Linked DNA regions of Sus scrofa: region 1 is linked to region 2. A link is a contact called in public promoter capture Hi-C data. All regions are on one chromosome and are shown on one strand. The core of a region is the stretch at or near the end of the contact, and the rest is flanking DNA. Distances in the headings are between cores, read along the strand shown.

Region 1 (2,700 bases), core at 86-2,585, 310 kb after region 2:
GCACACCCTCCTGGGGAGCTGCGACCTGAGCCAGGGCAGTTTCCTAGCCTGGGCTGCCGGCAAAAAAGCCCAGGAGGTTCTGCCCATCCCCTCTGACTCAGACACGCTGACACTGCCCAAACTCTCAGCCGGCTCTCCAGGACCATGCCCAGGGTCCCCCTGGCCTCATCAAGAATGCTGGGGCACAGGGCAGAAGCCATAGGCCAGAGTTCAAATCCCAGCTCTATGCCGTGTTATTCCAGCCTGCCTCTCTCCTTTCTGGGTCTTGCCGAATGGTATGAACCACCCTCAGGCCTAGTCAAGACCAGGGATGTGACAGCTGCCCAAGGGACCTCAGGCCTCCTGCTCCCTCCCCTCCCCTTAGACCCCCTGGTCCCTTCCTGTCCTTCCTCTTGGGAGCCTAAATTTAGCCCCGCCTGGCCCCGCGGGTGAGGCCCCCACAGCTGTGCCCTAATCCAGCCAAGGGAAGCTGACACCAGCAAGCACGTATATTTAGGGTGTGACGCAGGGGCCTGGGCAGCTGCGGGTGGGGGCATGGGAGATGCCCCTGGGCCCCGTGGCAGTCCGGGAAGGTCCTGCTGCCCCTCGCGTATCTCCCCTCACCTCACCACCTGGCCTTCCCCAGGCTCTCTGCTCCCCGACCCACAACCTCCCAGGCCCTCAGGCCCCTTTAAGCTGCTCCCCGCCTTCCTCCCTCCCCATCCTTCCCAGCGCTCAGTTTCCCCTTTTAAGGATATTGTGGAGACAGAGCCAGCCTCCCAGCGCCCACTGTGGTTCCAGGGGCGGGTGGTTCCTCTGGTTCAACAAATGGGCAGGGGGAGAGGGGAGCTGGTCTAAGGTCCCTGGAGTTTTCTGTCCCGGCCCCTCCACCCGCAGGCCTCAAAACTTGCTCCCTTGTCGGACGCCACCCTGAACCATCCCTCTGGCCGAAAACGTGAGGCCTCCCTTCCCCCAGCCGTGAGCGCGGCTGAGGGAAGTGTGGGCGCAGACAGGTTCTCAGGCCTCCACTCCCAAGGCTGCCCACACCCCCCAACAGTGGGGAGCCGGGAGGCTGCAAGGGCACCGCTCAGTGCTGGGGCACCAGGGCCCAGGCTGGGGGTCGGGGGCCTCTCTGGCCCCTGGGCTGGGGGCAGGGTTCTCCGAGAGGCGGATGGGGCCCCTGGCGGACTGGGGGGTCCCCCAGGCCTCCCTCCCACTCACCATTTCTTGGTGCACTCCACCACCAGCTCGTGGTAACAGGCCACAAACTGGAACTTGGCGGCCCGCTTGCCCACGCGCTGCAAGCGCTTCCACACGGAGGTCATGGCCCCACAGCCCCCGCCGCCCGCTCCTCAGATCCCGGGCTCCCGCCGGCCCGCGACCGCTGGCCCGGCCCAGGTCCCCATGGCCTCCCAGGCTCCCGTCGGCGCCGCCCGCCCCGTCTGTGGGGACGGATCGGAGGCGCGGGCCGGGGGCCGCTCTCCCCGCCGCCGCCGGTGCCCGCCGGGGGGTCTGGCTGCGTCAGCGGGGTCGTCTGGGGCGCGTCGGGTCGCTGGAGCGCAGAGCGGCGAGCGCGCCGTTTCCTGGAGCCGCACCCCCGTCGGAAGGCCAGGCGGGCGGGGCTCCGGGGGGGCGGGCGCGGGGGGCGGGGCGGCCCGGCTTCCGGGGCCTCGCGCGGCGGGCGCGTGGGGGCGGCGCGTGGCGGGGGGTGGGGGCGCGAGGGGGCGGCCTGGACCGCAGCGCCTCCGGCCCGCGCGCCGACGAGGTGTGGAGGCGCGCGCGGGCCGGGGCAGGAGGCCACCCGCAACCGGTGCCGCCCTCGCCAGCGCTGCCCCGGCCGCCTCCCTTCCTGCCCGCAGCGCGGCGAGGTGCTCAGTGGTGGCCCGGTTTCGCAGGCCGGGGAAAGAGACCCAGAAAGGAGAAGAGACTTGAAGGGTGCCAGTGGGCCGGGCCAGAGCCCACTGGCCTCAGCGCTGGGGAGGCCGGCTCCTGCTGCCACCGCGTCTTAACCGGAGCAGGAAGGAGCAGAGGCAGGGGCCGGCCCGGGCGCCCTACCTGTGGGCAGCACCCACTGGCCAGGCTCAGGACCTGCGTCTTCAGCTGTCAAGTGGGAAGGTGTCCCACCGTCCGCACACGGCTGACTTCCAAGTGTGTGACCTTGGGCAAAGGACGAGCACCCGGGGCCTCAGTTTTTACCTCTGTTCAACAGGGATAATTATAGTTTCTCGCTTCACATCATTGAGAACCAAACCTTGGGAAGCATTTTGTGTGGAGCCCGACTGATGTTGCCAGGTCTTATTAAACGAAATCCGTTATCACTGTCGGAAAGAGTGTGTGTTTACCCTCCCTCCCCTGGGGCGTTAACCGCTCTGTTCACACCTAGATTAGAGCCCTTATCACCTGCGCAGCTGCCCGTAGGGTAATGAGCCGTGGCAGGTGTCTGGCCCAGAGTTAGATCTGCCACAGGGATCTAACACCAGCCTGTTCCCTGTGCCGGTGCGAATGTTCTGCGAGGTTCGTGAATGGACAGAAACCCGGTTCTTGATCAATACTAGGTTTCAGCAGGAAGTCTGGTCTGCCAGAAGTGCCAGCTGACTGTGTCCAGGAGACAAGTGACTGTGCAGCAGGCGTGGGGACGAGCAGCTGGTAAGCCTCACTGAGCAACCTGAGGTTCTTTTCTCTTGCTTTCAGTAAGTTGTGGGGTGTTGTGTGTGTGTGAAG
Region 2 (2,700 bases), core at 96-2,595:
ACACCAGCCAAAATCCAAGGACCATCCTCAATTCCTTCTTCTCCTTCCCACTGTCATCCAAGTGCTTAAGCTCTGTCACCTCCTCCTCCAAAACACCTCTCCAATGGGTCAACGACTCTCCATCCCGCTGCTGCTGCCCTGGTGCCAGCCATGGCCAGTCCTTACCTCCTCTATGGGTCTTGACTGCTCTTTACCCAGTTCTCAACACAGTGTTCTCTGTGATAACGTGAATACGACTAACTCGCTCCCCAGCTCGAATTCATGGCTCCCTATTACTTTTGAAACAAAGTTCAAAATTTTTTGTTTTTTGTTTTCTCAGGGCCACACCCTGGCATATGGAGGTTCCCAGGCTAAGGGTCGAATTGGAGCTACAGCTGCCGGCCTACACCACCGCCACAGCCACGCCAGATCCGAGTTGCACCTGTGACCTACACCACAGCTCAAGACAGTGCAGGATCCTTAACCCACTGAGCCAGGCCAGGGGTCGAACCCACAACCTCATGGTTCCTAGTCGGATTCGTTTCCGCTGCGCCAGGACGGGAACGCCAACAAAATTCAATTATCTTAACAGGCTTGCAGGAGCCTCTGTGTTCGGACCCCTGCCTCATGTCTCTGCTATGAGCTCTACATAACCTGCCCAATACCAGGTGTCCTCCTGCCTCTACACACGATGGTACCACTCCATGCGTTCACTCGACACATTTAGCGAGTGCCTGTGATGTGTCAGTTAAGGAAAACAGAGAAAATCTCCACCTTCACGGAGTTTAGCAGAGAAAGCCAACCCTTAATCCCAAATAATCAAAACAAGACCCTTCCAAATGCGCTGACGACGGGCCTGGGGATGGCTGGGCCTGTGGGCTTGGCTTCCATCCCCGAGGCCCTCCACCCTGAGACCCTCCCCATCGCCCCGCCCCCTGCCCAGGCCCCGCCCCTCACCGGCCTCGTAGCCTTCATCTCGCTTCTCCCGCTTCACGCGGCGCTCGGAGGGCTCTGTCTGGCTACGCTCCCGCCCGTGCGTGCTGCTGCGGGCCTCCGCTTCGGCCCCGCGCCGCCCGCTCCCGCGCTCGCTCCCACGCTCCCGGCTCCGCTTTCGTCGTTCGCCACCGCTGCTGCCGCCGCCGCTGCTCCGGTGCTTGTGTTTTTTGTGCTCCCGGTGCCGAGGCGGCTGCTCGGTGGCGCTCCCGGTGCTCGCTCCTGCCGTAGTCCCGGCCGCCTCCTTCTCCCCGCGGTGCTTCTTTGACGACCCCATGGTGGTAGGTCCACCCGAGCCCCGCCGCCGCCGCCGCCGCCGCCACCGCCGCCGCCGAGCCCCGACGGCGCAAAATGGGAACACTTCCGGGTCGGGCCCGGCTGCGCCGTCGCGTTGCCGGAAACCAAGAGCGGCTGCTTCCGTCCTTTGCCTCGGAGCTGCCCCAAAGGCTCATGGGAAGGCTGGGATCGGGCCCGACTGCGCATTCGCGGCCGGCACTGGCCGAGCGGCGGTCTTTGACATAGTGGTCGGATTGCGCGTGCGCTCAAGCTTGAGGGGCGCGTTCGAGTCCGGGGAAGACCGTATCCCAGAATTTGAAGGACCTAGGGCCCATCTAAGCCAGCATGGCCTCCCTGGCTTCCCTCCGCTTGCACACCCTCAGCCACGGGATGCTCACTGCAGCGCCCGCCGCTCCAGCAGAAGTCCTCCTAGTAGACTCCCTGGGGTCGTGGCCGATCAGGTGTAGGAGGACGGAGCACGTTCTGCTCCTGAGACCCTCAGCTCCACAACCCAGCCTCCTCCCAGCCCCCACAACTAATATTGTCTGCAAACGCTGCCTTCCCACGGTCCCTGAATTGGGTTTTTTTAACGTGCGCTTTGACTGCTACGGAGCTCGAGATGGGCCTTTGCATGCCTGTGAACCCCTGAAATCGAACGCAAAATTTAGCACATCGGGGTGTGTGTGTGTGTGTGTGTGTGTGTGTGTGTGTGTGTGTGTGTGTGTGAGAGAGAGAGAGAGAGAGCGCGCTCGCGGGAGCTGCTGCTGCTTTTTTTTTTTCCCTCTTGAGAGGAGCTCTAACTTGAAGTTGCTTGAAGCTAAAATCTCAGTTTACACAGGAATTCTCCTATGGCGCAGCGAGTTAAAGATCTAAAGATCCGGGACTGTCACTGGAGCGACTTGGGTCACTCCTGTGGCTTGGGTTCAATTCCTGACCCAGGAACTCTCGCATGCCACAGGCACAGCCAAATAAACAACAACAACAAAAACTCTGTTCACACAATCTCTCCATCCCTCCTGACACCCCTCACCTCCCAGTTGCCCCATCTGGAGGCCCATCTGTCTGTGATTATGCTCCCCTTTAAAGTTCCGCTTTCCTCCCCCCCAGAACTGGGAGTTCCCAAAGGCAGAAGCCATTCTGTCCTATTCACTCTTGACTTTCTAGGACCCAGCATTTCTAGGGCAAGTTGCCGCTGTTGCTCTTGGAGATGCCATGCTCACACCTCAGGAGCAGAGGCAGAGCTGTGCACAGGGAGGGGGCAGCCAGAACAGCCAGAGTTCCTCTGGGATGTGGGGAAAGCCTGCTGCAAACCCACCTGCCACCGCCAGCTCCCAACACGCAGCCCCTTCCCACCACCAGAAATCTCACACTATTTTCCACAAAGCATTTAATTTTATTTTTAATTTTAATCTTAGACACCAGACTCCTGGTCTGAGCTTGAGTTAGAGTGCT

What was found. Promoter capture Hi-C pulls out the DNA fragments that hold promoters and counts their contacts.
Region 1: a contact with region 2 is called in a promoter capture Hi-C map of fetal liver, with 2.4 times the contacts expected there. The contact joins the promoter of EHBP1L1 here to the promoter of SART1 in region 2. A contact is called at or near these places in 1 of 5 promoter capture datasets (fetal liver) and 1 of 2 datasets of contacts at active chromatin or transcription factors (alveolar macrophages).

Annotation. Positions count from the first base shown.
Region 1 is chr2:6,677,386-6,680,085 of Sscrofa11.1, forward strand. EHBP1L1 (EH domain-binding protein 1-like protein 1) reads right to left here and starts at 1,336. Exons shown (of 18, transcript XM_021082847.1): 1 at 1,201-1,336. The coding sequence starts at 1,304.
Region 2 is chr2:6,371,997-6,374,696 of Sscrofa11.1, forward strand. SART1 (U4/U6.U5 tri-snRNP-associated protein 1) reads right to left here and starts at 1,346. Exons shown (of 20, transcript XM_003122517.6): 1 at 937-1,346. The coding sequence starts at 1,249. TSGA10IP (testis-specific protein 10-interacting protein) reads right to left here. Exons shown (of 9, transcript XM_021083386.1): 9 at 2,621-2,700. The coding sequence ends at 2,660.